2 separate regions of the Triticum aestivum genome follow, and region 1 is linked to region 2. The links are chromatin contacts, called in public Hi-C maps. All regions are on one chromosome and are shown on one strand. The core of a region is the stretch at or near the end of the contact, and the rest is flanking DNA. Distances in the headings are between cores, read along the strand shown. Region 1 holds the start of LOC123191842. Region 2 holds the start of LOC123190179 (myosin-2 heavy chain).

Evidence for each region. A called contact is a pair of places that touch in the nucleus more often than the background predicts.
Region 1: a contact with region 2 is called in a Hi-C map of root, with 9 times the contacts expected there. The contact joins the promoter of LOC123191842 here to the promoter of LOC123190179 in region 2. A contact is called at or near these places in 5 of 5 Hi-C or Micro-C datasets (leaf, root and an unstated tissue) and 1 of 1 datasets of contacts at active chromatin or transcription factors (leaf).

Annotation. Positions count from the first base shown.
Region 1 is chr2A:680,565,227-680,571,597 of IWGSC CS RefSeq v2.1, reverse strand. LOC123191842 reads right to left here and starts at 3,481. Exons shown (of 2, transcript XM_044604419.1): 1 at 3,403-3,481; 2 at 1-1,121. The coding sequence starts at 3,481. The coding sequence ends at 43.
Region 2 is chr2A:680,306,104-680,312,798 of IWGSC CS RefSeq v2.1, reverse strand. It overlaps LOC123190179 (myosin-2 heavy chain), which reads left to right and starts at 1,304. Exons shown (of 8, transcript XM_044602778.1): 1 at 1,304-1,536; 2 at 2,666-2,764; 3 at 3,464-6,695. The coding sequence starts at 2,693.

The DNA.
Region 1 (6,371 bases), core at 2,232-4,731, 260 kb before region 2:
TGCCGACACATTAGCTAGCGACGCAGCATCCGGCGGCGGCTTCTAAGCGCAGACGAGCGAGACGTCGTCGACGACGGGCCCGCAGAGCGAGCCGCTGCCGTCGGACATGGTGTGGTAGCCGGAGCTATACAGCACCACCCGCGTGCGGCTCCCCTCCGCCGTGAACGACAGCGCGCCGCGCGCGCGCCCGCCCGTGCCCCGGGAATGGTACTCCACGGCGGCGGTCCCCTGCGCCCCCGTGGCCGCCGCCACCACGCGCATGGGCTGCAGCTCCGGCCCGCACGCCACGCACCCGTCCCCGGCGTCCCCGACGGAGAACTCCATCCGGCACGCGCTCCCCGGCACGGTGTCCACCTCCTGCACCAGCGCCGCCTCCACGCCGGCCACCAGCTCCACGGCGCGCGATCCGCCGGGCACCGCGTGGCGCGCCGCGTCCACGTACTTGGCCGCCTTGGAGTAGGACATGACCATCCACCCGGGCAGCGGCGACACGGCGCCCTCGCCCATGGGCGGCACCAGCACCCCGCACGTCGACCCCGGGGCGACGTACGGCCCCTCCTCGAAGCCCCCGTTCCTCAGCAGGTTGCCGCCGGCGGCCTCGGCGGCAGGGTGGAGGGTCTTGATGGCGACGGCGTCGACGAGGGGCCCGCAGGCGGGGTCCTCCGCGCCGCCGCCGTCGTCGCTGTGGTGGATGACGAGCGTGACGACGCCCCGCTCGGCGTGGAAGGCCCAGGCATACGAGTCCCAGCCGCTGGCGCTGTACACGGTCTGGATGGGGAGCTCCCGGCCGGGCGCGTCGGCGGCGGCGTCGGGGACGACGGAGAGGCGGAGGCGCTCGGACTGGCCGCAGGTGCGCGCGGCGCTGAAGGTGACGGAGTAGCGGGCGCCGCGGGTGACGCTGAGCTGCTGCCGGACGGAGGCGCCGCTGCCGAGGCGCACGGCGTGCGCGCCCTCCGGCACCGGCAGGACCATGCCGTCGCCCGGCCGGTCCGTCCCCGACTCGACGTACTCCACGGGGCCGGCGGCCTTCCAGTAGGGGATGGCGTGCGCGCCCGTGACCCTCGTGCCGTTCATCTGCGACCTGTTCGGCGGGTACTCGAAGTTGCCGTTCAGCAGCGGGCCTGCATGCATGCATGCATGCAGCGGGCACAAATTAGTGATGGCATATTGGCATGCATGATGTGTCAGTGTCAGGCAGTGAACCGTCAACCTAGAGTAGATCTCAGGCGTTGACATTCTGCATAATAATCTGAACCATACATGTACCCACCCGTACGCAGCACGTTAGAGTGCAGAGCCCTGATTTGATCTCTGTGGTTCTAACAGGTCAATGCCGGCAATTTTCAAGAAAATGTTAGGAGTACTTTTTTTACACTCCGTCGACTCATAGATGAATCAATTTTGTGCACCCTGGTTTGATTCCTTTTGCACGATATCGTGCGAATAATTACAAGTCAACGCCAGCATTTTTCTAGGGAGTACTCCCTCAGTTCCAAATCAAATCAAGTTGTACTCTATTGTTGAACTTCTCCTTCAGTTCCAAATGAAAAATATGCTACTTCAATGTCAGTTTAAAACCGCGGCACTTATTCCGGAGAAGCGAGGAAGCGAAGAGCTTCCGAACGGGCCCTTATTATGGATCGGAGGAAGTATTACATAGTACAACGGTATATTTTGTGATGGATATTATAATGAAACTAATTTGATGTTGTTGATATGCAAATATATTGTCCCCTCTTTCTATCAGTTCAAACTTTCGGATGAAATAATTGGAGCATTAATTCAATATGGTATCGATGCTAAAAGGTCTCGGGTTCAAAACAATGCTAACACGGTATTAGAAAAGAAGATATTTGTGCCCACATCAATCCCACGCATGACTACAAAAAGGCCTAGATGCGAGGAAGAGTTTTGAAATATATCGCCCGTCTCATTCCATCGGTTTGAATTTTTGGAGTAACTGGTTGAACCACAAATTCAATTATCTTGACACATTTTTCTATAGACTTTCAAATTTTAAAAAGGTTGACATAAATCAAAGCTAGATCTTCAAATTTGCTAACATTTTATTAGATTTAGTGAAGTTTGACATAGGAGGGCCTGCCCCATCGGAATCCAAAACACCATCCCCAAGGGCTAATCTGAGAGGTCTTTTGGGGCTGAGCAACCCCACGTCTGTCATTTTACGAGCTCAATTTCATGCCTCTCTGTGTACATGGCTTAGTGAGTTGTTGTTATCCCATGTTGTGCTATCCTTCTTCTATCAATGAAAAGATATGCAACTTTTGCGTATTCATGAAAAAGAAGGAAAAAAGGTTTGACATAGGAAATCCTTGCTCAGCTTGCTGTTGCTGGCGGTGGCGACACCTGCGGGTGCCGTGTCCTTGTTGAAGGCGCTGCCATGGTCTTTTGTCTGTGTCCCGCTTCGCGCACCGGGGGAAACCCCCAGGTCTGGTTCACCAGATCGGACAGCGGCGGCATCCCGACGTCGTATCCTTCTTGAAGGCGCGGTCTTGGTTGCTCGTGGCGTCTCCAGTGTTGGAATTAAAGATGGTGGACGCCAAGCTTGGTTTTGGGCTGCTTCTCAGGGCATGGGCATTCGGGGCGCAATGTACGACATTGTCGGTGCCTCATCCATGGCTTCTTCCTCCTGTTCAGCCAAATCCTGCTTCCCACTTGCCAACTCCTCTAGGCGCTTAAGGTGGGGGTACGTTGATTTGGTCTGTCTTGGAGCGGTGGCCGTGCGACGGTGGTGCCTTGTGATGGTTGTGACGCGGTCTAGGTGCTCTGGGTCTTGTCTCCTCGCCTTCCTTGGCTGGAGTTTGAGCTAGGAGAGTGTATGCTGTGTTGTATTCTTTCCCACTTCCCCCTCTTTTATCTATGTTACTCTTGTTCTCTCCTACCTATTAATGAAATGATATGCAAGCTTTGCGTATTCGCGAAAAAAAAGCACAGTCGATCAAGATTTCTGACGAGCTGGAGGGGGGGGGGGGACATGGTTGGAGTTGCGAGTCAAGGTAAAGGTGGCGGCCATGATACAGGAGAAAGAAGGGAAAATGCGACCCATTTGGATTTGGGTCGAACTGTAAGTAACTGAAAAGAATTGTGTATGGAAAAGGTTGCCGTCCCCAGTCGGCAGTGTGGCATCCAATGGCTAGCACAGAATGGTAATTAAACTTAGACAATAGATTGTTAAGAAAAAACTGAGACAATAGACGGGTATTTCCTATGCATCTTTGCAACACACGTAGCTAGAATGTATGCGAACATGACCAAAGACGTTCGAACTACCTAACCAAGTGACGGTCGATCGCTAGACGGCAATCGCATTTAACGAACGACTAATCACTCATGGATGCAGGCAAGATGTAAACAGTGCAGTAGCTTTGGCGATGCTCTCACCATCTACGTCGGGGGCAGCTCGGGCTGCCGCGAAGGCGAGCAGTAGCACCGCGGCGCAGCGCGCGCCGCCGACCACCATCGATTCGATCGATCTCCTCCTGGCGATCGATCCGCTGATCGAAATACCGGTGCACGATCTACTGGGTGAACAGGTGAAGTGAAGTGAAGTGAAGGTGGTTTGTTCCAATTTTATAGGAAGACGACGGATCGCAGGTGTGCGGTGTCCGTGGCAGCAGGGTCCAGGGTGGTGACTTCGCGGAAGGCGCCGGTCGGTGGAGCTCAACTGGCCGTCGTCAGTCCGGCAGCCTGGCTGCCTCCCCCTCGGCCCGCCGCCGCGTGCGTGCGGTCACGTGCTGTGCTGCTGTGTGCGCCTGCACCGCCGTTGCGATTCCCGTGCATTCCCTCGATCGCCCACGGGCACGGCTGAGGATGGAGGACGGCGGCACACGCCTACGCGCGCTTTGACTCTCTTCCATGGCCACATGGCCGTGTTTCCTCCGTGCCTTGCGGAATGCCCGATGGCCCATCAATGCGACAGTACGCCGTGTGTTCCTCGCGACACCGTGCCACTGCCGGAGTGCCGTCCGGTTTCCTCCGTGCCTTGCGGAAACGCAGGCGTGCGTAGGCGAGGCGGGCAGCGCCGTCCGGCGTCCGAAGTCCACTGCGCCCATGGCCACGGGGGAAAGGTTTCCGCGTCAACAAATTTGTCACTGCAATAAGTCATGGACTGGGCCACTGGGGGCGCTTGGGCAGCAGGCCAGGAGGTCGCTCTTAGCTGGGCCACGAGCCGAGTACGCATGCCGGGCCGTCTGAACGGGCTCACGGGCTCATGGCTGTTGTTGTTTTTTAAACATGGTCTGACGGTTGTTGGAATGAAGGCCGAGCGATGCATTTCCGGTGTTTTTTTTTCCAAAATACATTTCCGGTGTTAACCTGGCTAGCTTGAGCGTCAACCTAGGTTCTTCAAAAGAATAAAGGAAACTTTATCGTCAACCTGCTCTCCAAGCATCCTTGGTACGTACGCAGTGTACATGGGAAATGCTCAGCTACCACTCCATGCTCGTAAGCTGGCTTAGCTGAGCTAGCTCGTACTAGTGTTTGGGCGCTATAGTTTGGGTTTTGTACTCTAATGGGCACTGACAGCACGGCCATTATCAGCTCCTGCTTTTTCATGCCGTATATGATTATAAGTTGAATGACGGATAGCACCGAACTGTCTCGCTCGGAACCCTTTTCAGCTGGTGAGATGTATCCATGAGAGGAGAGAGTGTCGGCCGGATCCGATCCAACAAGAACCAGGCGATGCCGTCTCTTTTAACTTGTACGACGAGGATGATCATAATGTCGTCGGCGATGATGACATCGGCTGTGAAGAGAACAATCTGCTCGCTGCCAGATGGTAATAGTGCACCGGAATGGACACTGTTCGTGATGTAGAAAACTGTGAACTATTCTTGCGCCAAAGACTATTAAACATTGGTCCACTAACCATGGTTGAACTTCTGATTATGTTGAACAGAGCATGGTCGCGTCGAACCAAACATCCCTACAGATTCTAAGGGCATATCCAAGGGGCCTTCGTCAAACGGACGCCTCCAAATATTCCAAAGCATCAAGAATCATAAGTAGCACAATGCATCAATAATCCAAAGAGAAATGTTTTAATGCAAAAATATTCCACAACCCAATCGTAATACAGTTTTGAAATAAATTGGCTCAAATTTAAATTCAACACATTCTTACATATGCTATTATTGTTCATATGAACCGCCCACAAGTGCTACACCAGATTATTTTGAAGTTGTGTATGGGTTTCTCAATTGCGAATCTGAGAAGAGCATCTACAACCAGAATTATCAATTACGGGTCCCTATACGTCCGCGGACTCGTCCAGACACACCCGTGGACAGTGACCGGACGACTCTCAAATAATGCGTTTTGCAACCATAATCCCTATTTCAAAAATATCAAATACACGCAAACACATGCACGCCGATGATCTTGGCCAAATATTATTCAATGCACATAAATACAAATTGTGTGTACTTAAGAATACATAGTTCAAACATAAATATTGTTCATAGTGCATAATTGATAAACTAAAAGCAAAGTTTACTGATTTCCAGTGTGGACCCGCATATGCTCCACAAGATCATTCAACATGCACATGTTGATCTCGCAATTGTCGATGCTTTTCCAAAAAGTTTGCAATACTCTCTGCCCCTTGTTCCAGGAGGCGAACATGAGTTCTGGGCTTCTCAATATCATGTGTGCGTGCTGGCCCTTCATCCTCATCCTCGACAATCATGTTGTGCAAGATTACAAAACATGTCATGAGCCGCCAAAGTGTCTCCACTTCGCACATTATCGCAACTCCACAAATCCGACGAGGCGATGAACTCGTTGAATAAGAATTCATCAAGGTCAGAGTTCTCATAGCCATTATTCCATGATGAATCCATTGAATGACCTAGAAATGATGACCGAAAGAATCAAAATCTAGCTCTGTCACTTCACCGAACACGTAGAGCGCGAGGTGTATATATGGGAGAATTGAACGTATCGATATGACGTTCGGTGGTGGAGAACCACGGTCAGCGGCGGTGTGGATTGCGGCTTCCGGTGGCTAAGCCCTAGGTTGGGGATGACAGCGGAGCAACGATGCCGGCGGAACTCTGGTGACGACTCTGTGGATGAGGGCCAACAATAGAGAGGAGGAGAGGACTGGTCAGGCAAGGAGGGGGGGGGGAGAATATGACTGAATTGGCGCGGGCCTTAGTGGTCAGTCCGACGTGGCATGCGATATGGGAAGTGTCGGTCAGACTGGGTGTTTGGACCGGATACGAAGCATCCATTTGGATGACGTTTTTTCATCCGGACACTGACCAGGCAGTCTGCCCGGGCGTTTAGGGCGGATATGGGGTCTGTTTGTAGATCCTCTAATGCATTTGGATAAATTATTCAAACGT
Region 2 (6,695 bases), core at 55-2,554:
GGGATCCGATCCTCCTCGATTTTTCTGTCGGGAACGGATTCAATGGAGCACGGGCATATATTCTTGTCGGCTCCTCGGGGCGGCGAGGTTAGAGTTTCTCACCTTGCGTACAATGCAGCAAAAATGCGTGTCATTCAGGCTTTGTAAATCTATTCAAGGGTCCAGCAGCGATGAAATGCGACTCCGTGGATCTGGTCCTTAGGGACACGTGTATAAAATATTCCAACTGTCATCGACAATATCAGGCTAGTCCGGTCTTTGTGAAAAGAAAAAAACTCAACAAATATCTTACGTGTCATCACTAAGAGAAGTTTTGTTGAGAAACACAGTACAAAAGCAGACGCTTACAACACGCACACACACTAATCTTCTTTGTGAACACACGGATGCAAAGAGAAAGCTGGCATAGTACATAGAGAACAAATGTCGGTGCAAAATATAATGAACTGCCAAAACAATTGGTTGTACTCGCGTGATCAGGACAAAGAGAGAAACACTATCACGGTGGCAAAGCCATGAGGCAACATGAAAACGATAGCAGGTTCTTGTTTGCGGACGAACGGAGGGATTAGCTTGCAAGGTAGCCCAAAACCACAAAGACGTGCACGGTGGAAGTACTTTTTTAGTTTGGAGGAGTGCATTATCGGTGCGCCGAGTTATTGTGAGTTTCTATCAGGGAAAGCGTGATGATAAACACCTCTAGCATCAAAGGAGAATCGGTCCTCCGAAAGGAAACGGCTTTGATGCGGGGATGCGAAAATGACTTGGCGTTTATTTTTACCGATTGAGCTGCTGACTTGGTGTGCTTGATTTCGTTTTGGTTGGTCCCAGGAGTGTGGACGACGGTGAAAAGCGAGAGGAATTTGAATGTGCGTTTCTACACGGGCGACTAGACTCTTATGGATGTTTGAATGTGCTTGCGACTCTTTGGCCGGTAAATAAGGTAGATTAAGAAAAAGGTGGCGGAGATTTCTCAAAACCTTCCGCTGGCCGCGGCTAACAGCGAAGTTTTTACGCTTCATCAGGGGGATCTCGTTGCAAAATTCCCTCCCTCCCGAGAACGCCGCCCGCAAGGCCCCAACACGCGCAGGGCGCAGGCTGTTGCGCGCGGAGTGTCGTCCCGGTAATCCCGCCGCCCACGGGTTGATCCCCTCTCGTCCACCGACGCGCGGGGCCAGGCAGTCCGGGGCCCACCGGGCAGCGAGCGTGAGGGAGGTGAGCGCACGGGGTCGGTGAGGCTAGCAACCCCCGCCGGCTTTATTGGCGGGGCCCAGGCCAACTCAGCGGCACGTATGCAGGCAGATATAAACCCCTCCACGAAGGAGCAAATACAACGCGCTTCCCAAAAACCCCAACCAGATTAAAAAAGATTCTCTCCCCCCTCCCACTGCTCCAATCTCCCCCTCTCTTTCTCGAACTTCCTCGCTGATTTGGCCGCGGCGTCTGCTCCGCGGCCGCCTGATACGGCCGCCGGAAAAGGCAGAGACGGGCGAGGATCTCGGCCGCCGGGAGCTTCCGTCGGCCACCCGATCCGAGGTGAGCTCCTGTTCATTCTGGTTAACTAGCGAGCGTAATTTTTCCGGTGTTTGTTCTCTCTGTTTTTTTTTCTTTTTTCTTTTTGAATCTGATCGCGTCTGTCGAGCGACGGCCCGTCGGCGATCCGCTGGTTCTCGGCGGGAGGGGAGGCACTGGTTACGCCATTTGATCCGACCTCCACCTCTGGAGCGGCGCCTTCCGGCGCCTGAACTGAGTCGCCGCCCGCGGAGTGGATTGGGGGAGTTTTTTTTTTTAAATTATCGCTCCGATTCTGCCGCCTCCGGCTGCTCCGCTGCCCGCCTCTGCTTTCGCCATTTCGGTCGGCTCCCGCACACGATTTCGCTCGGAGCCAGCCGCCCGTCTGCTCGCGGCGGGGCGGAGGGTGGTGGGTTTGTTGCTGTGGATGAGGACCGTGCTGTTTCGATCAGGCTGTGGGCGTCCGATCGATCGGGATTTTTTTTTTGACTTTGAGGTGCTGCGGATGGCACGTCCCTGCTCGGGGTAGGAGGAGGGGGCGGCGACCGTGGGAGGGAGGGCTGGTTGGTGGGCACCAATTGTCGTTTTTGTCTTTTGCCTTTTTCTGGCTCGGTTGCTGGACTATTTGGTGGATATTGCGTTCGGTAGGCTGGGAGCCGCTTGTTCTGCAAAATTCAGTGTGAGCTCGGATCAGAGTTTTGGGAGAGAAAAAAATATATACTTAGACGGCCACTTGTTGATCGATCGGATCGGATCCTTGTGCGTGTAGCATAATTCTGGTCCTGATTGGCCTTGTGTGGAGTTGGTACTGCCTTTGACTGGTAGGTGGTAGGCTATGTATACAGGAAGAAGAGATCATGAAATTCTTTACGATATCATTGTGTTTGCTTTTGCCAAAATAACAACGAATAGTTGGATCCGAGCTGTCGCCTTTCCTCTGTGTCCAGTCTGTAGTGAAGTAGTCTGTACACAAAATCAATTGTTTACTTTACCCCCACTCAGCCTGTTTTTGGGAGACTGTTGCACCCTTTTTGGCTCGCGTTGATTGGATCCCATTTGTGGGTTACATCATCATTACACATTATCTTGATGCCTGTATACTCATTGATGATGTGAGTATTTGATGCCAGTATTTTCTTGTTGTGAATGGCAGAAACGAATACTAAGCTAGTGGCCCGAGATGGAAGCAGAACAGGCGGCGCAAGTAAGCTCTGGGGAGACGACCAGTCTTAAGTCGCCTGATACGATTCTGGTAAGGAGAACATTCATCCATGAAGTCTAGTGCATGTTCGAGATTCCAGCGTACTTACAGAAATGAGTGATGTGTGCATATCTTGTTACTTTCTTAATATGTTTTATTCATGCTCAGTTTTGTTATTTGGCGTCCAATACTTCTTGATGCCAAAAAAGATAAGAAAAAGTGTAGTTTCTGAGCATGTTTTGGCTGGGTGACTGAAATATATTGTTGTCTTCAGTACTTTAGTCATTTGTCAATTCATACATTGGTCACTGCTAGTACTTGAATATCATTCATTTGAATATGCCATTTTCTGTAATGAAAACGGGGGCCAAGTGACCCCTTTCATAAAAAGAAACATTTGAATATGTAGAATCTGTGGTCGATGATAATTGGCAGGCACGAAAAAACATTTATGTTTTACTATACTATCACATTTAGTATTGAGAATTGTTGTGTGGTGTCAATGATCAGCATAACTTTCAGACCAATGTTCTAAATTTTTGCATCTACTGCATTGAAAAAAATGCGGAGTGTGGAGAATAGAAAAATCTCGATGAAAACAAATGCTTGAAGTCTCAAGATTAATAGAATCTCATGGTTGCAATAGTACTTTTCTTTCAATGAGGACTTTATTTTTCAATGATGACTTGGTTATTATTAGATTTGAAATTCCAAATATGCCAATGTATTCTGACAATGCCAATGTCTTAGGTACACGATGACAAAGAAAAATTAGTAAACGGGAATTCGAATCTGCATGTGAAGGAAACACCCAATGATGATGATGATGGAACAGGATCCGATGGTTTTGAGCTGGTAGATGATGTCTCACCTTTGACAAAGGCAAGTCCCAAAGAGGATGAAAAAACTTCAGAATCTGCCACCTTCAACCAAGAAACAGAAAGACTGAAAGTACTATCAATGCGCATTGAAGAGCTTGAATCTGAAAAGGAAAAATTGATGAAGGACATGACAGAAGCAGAAAATAAGCAGACAGTGCAATACAATTCCCTACAAGAAGCACAGAGGTCTCTCACTGAGAAGGATAAAGAGCTGGCTGATGCAACACAATCACTGAGCGAGCTGGGGTCTGAGCTTGAAATCTCGAAACAGAGGATTCAAGAAATTGAGGCTGAGTTAAGTTCATCAGCTGATAAGCTCCACAAACTTGAAGAGCTGAAGGATGAAAGGAGCTTGCATGCTGCACAGGAGGCGAAAAGGGCTGCGGAACTTGATAAGATGCTGGAAATGGCTCAGTTGAACATGAAAGAGATGGAAAACCAGATTAACAATCTTCAGGAAGAGATAAAGGGACATCAGGATAAGGCTGTTGACCATCAGCAAGTAGAAGAATCACTGAATACCACAATGTCACAATTCAAGATGGTGCAAGAAGCACTTGAACTGTCAAAATCACAAGTGGATGATTTGGAGCAGAAGCTTGCCTCGCAGGATGCTGACATCAGTAAGCTCACTGAAGAGTTGAGTCTCCATTGTTCATCTGAAGAATCTTTGAAGGAAAAGAGCCTTAAACTAGAGACTGAACTTGCCACCGTGAATGAAGAGTTACAAGCGAAGCTTCTGAGTTTGCAAGAAATGGAGATAAAACTGGAAGAGCATGTGAAGGAAAAAGAGACAAGTGAAGCTACATTGGAGAAGCAACAGTCGCAGATACTCAACCTGCAGTCTGGGCTCGATGAATTAAAGGATGAACATGAAACTCTCAAAGGGACTCTAGTTGACGCTGAATCAAAACTATCAGAGAGAGACTCCATGCTACGTCAGGCTGAAGAGGAGCATGCTAAAGCACAGTTGCTCCTGTCAGAAGCATTGTCGCATAAAGAAGAACTGGAGGTAAATCTGAAATCTATCAATGAGCAGCATGGTGAGTCCAAAGCTGTTGCTGAAGATGCAAACGGGAAGATTCTTGAACTTGAAGCACAGATTCAGGCACTACATGCAGCTGAAGAGGCTTTGAAGTCGCATCTGGAAGAGGCTAGCATGAATGTGAAAGTTGCGGAGAAGAAATGCTCTGATCTTGAGCAACGGCTCAGTGAATCTGAGAGTAAATTAGCCACTTCAAGTGAACAAGTAAAGTTGCTGGAAGAGCAGGTCCAACAAGAAGCAGCTTCTTCAGCAGAAAAAGAAAAGCAGTTTGAAGAAGCAGTGAACAATGCAGAGGCATACAAGGAGAAGATGAATGAATTGCAATCTTCTCTGGATTCCTCGGCATCTAAAACTCTTCTACTTGAAGAAGAAGTCAAGGATCTGACTGACAGATTCTCACAGCATCAAGAACAAGCTCATTCCGTTCACGAAAGAAGTATTGAACTGGCGAGTTTGCTTCATACATCAAAGTCTGATGCTGATGGTGCACACTCCCGAAGACAGGAGCTGGAGCAGGAACTTGAAGCCACACAAGCGAAGTTCAAGGAGGTTGAAGCAGAACTAGAACAGTACAGAAGCAAGGTTTCCCACCTTTCTGATGATGTAGAAGCTTACCAGACAAAATCAGCTAGTCTTGAAGCTGTGATGGAAGCTGCAAGTGGAAAGGAGAAAGATCTTATGGACTCACTGATTCAAATCACCGAAGAAAAGAAGAAACTTGAGGAGCTAACAGCAGAGTATGAAGTAAAACTTCAAGAACAGTTGCAGGAAAAGCAAGTTATCGAAGAGAGGGTGCAGAGTCAAGAATTGAAGGTGCTTGATTTAGAAGAATTGTTGGCAAAACTGACAGAAGAAAAAGAAAGTGGCGAGAACACCATTGCTGATCTTAACCTGCAACTGTCCAATAAGAATGACATGTGCATGCAGTTGGAGTCCCAGTTAAGCGAGGTTGGGGATGATCATAGCAAAACAAGGTCACTTCTCTCTGATGCACACTCGCACAAAGAGGAGCTAGAACTGAATTTGAAATCTCTTAGTGATCTTCACACTGAATCCAAAACAGCTGCAGAGTCTGCAATGCAGAGGACCGCAGAGCTTGAAACTCAAGTTCAGGAATTAAGTGCTGCTGAAGAAGGTCTGAAGTTGCAGCTTACTGAGTTTGAGTCAAAGCTAGCATCTGCCGAGAAGAAGAGCACAGATCTTGAGCAAGAGCTTAAAGACGTGACAGATGAATGCAATGGTTTCCGTGTGAAGGTTGATGAACTTTCTGGGGAAGGTGAAGCATACAAGGAGAAATCAGCAAGTCTCGAGGCTTTATTAGCAGAAGCAAACCAAAAAGAGGATGAGTTGTCAGGGAAGTTGGCTCAAGCTAATGAGGAGAAGGAGAAGTATGAAGAATTGTCAAACAAGGCCACCACAGCGCATTTGGAAGCCGAGAAGCAGGTCCAGACTTTACAGGCTGATCTAGAATCTGCCCGGGGTAAAATGGAAGAGGTGGAGAATGATCTTCAGGCACTGGGTGTTAGAGAAAGCTCAGTACTTGACAAGCTTAAATCTGCAGAGGAGCAGCTTGAGCACAGTGGGAGGGCACTAGAACATGCCACTTCCAAGAAAATTGATCTGGAATCTCTGTACCAGTCTTTACTTGAAGATACAGAGAAGAAGCTCCAGCAAGTAGGGGACAACTTGAGTCAGAAGGAGACGGATTGTCAGCAACTGTCTGAAAAGTTGAAGTTGGCCGAGGAACAAGTGGCATCTTATGAAGCAAAAGCAGCTGGTGCCACTGAAGAGGTGGAATCCATGAAGGTGGAGCTCGAAGCCTTTGAAAATGAGATCGCTACTCATGAGACCACCATTGAGGAACTCAAGACCAAGCTCTCCAGTGCTGAGTCAAAGGCTGAAGAGGCATTGGCTGAGAGCACAGCCATGGGTGCAGCAAATCAGGCTCTGAAAGATGAACTTGATGCTAAGCTAGCCGTGCTTCATGAACTGCAAGAGCAGTTTAACTCTACTCATGCTGAAAAGGAAGATGTTGTTACAAAGCTAGCTGAGCATG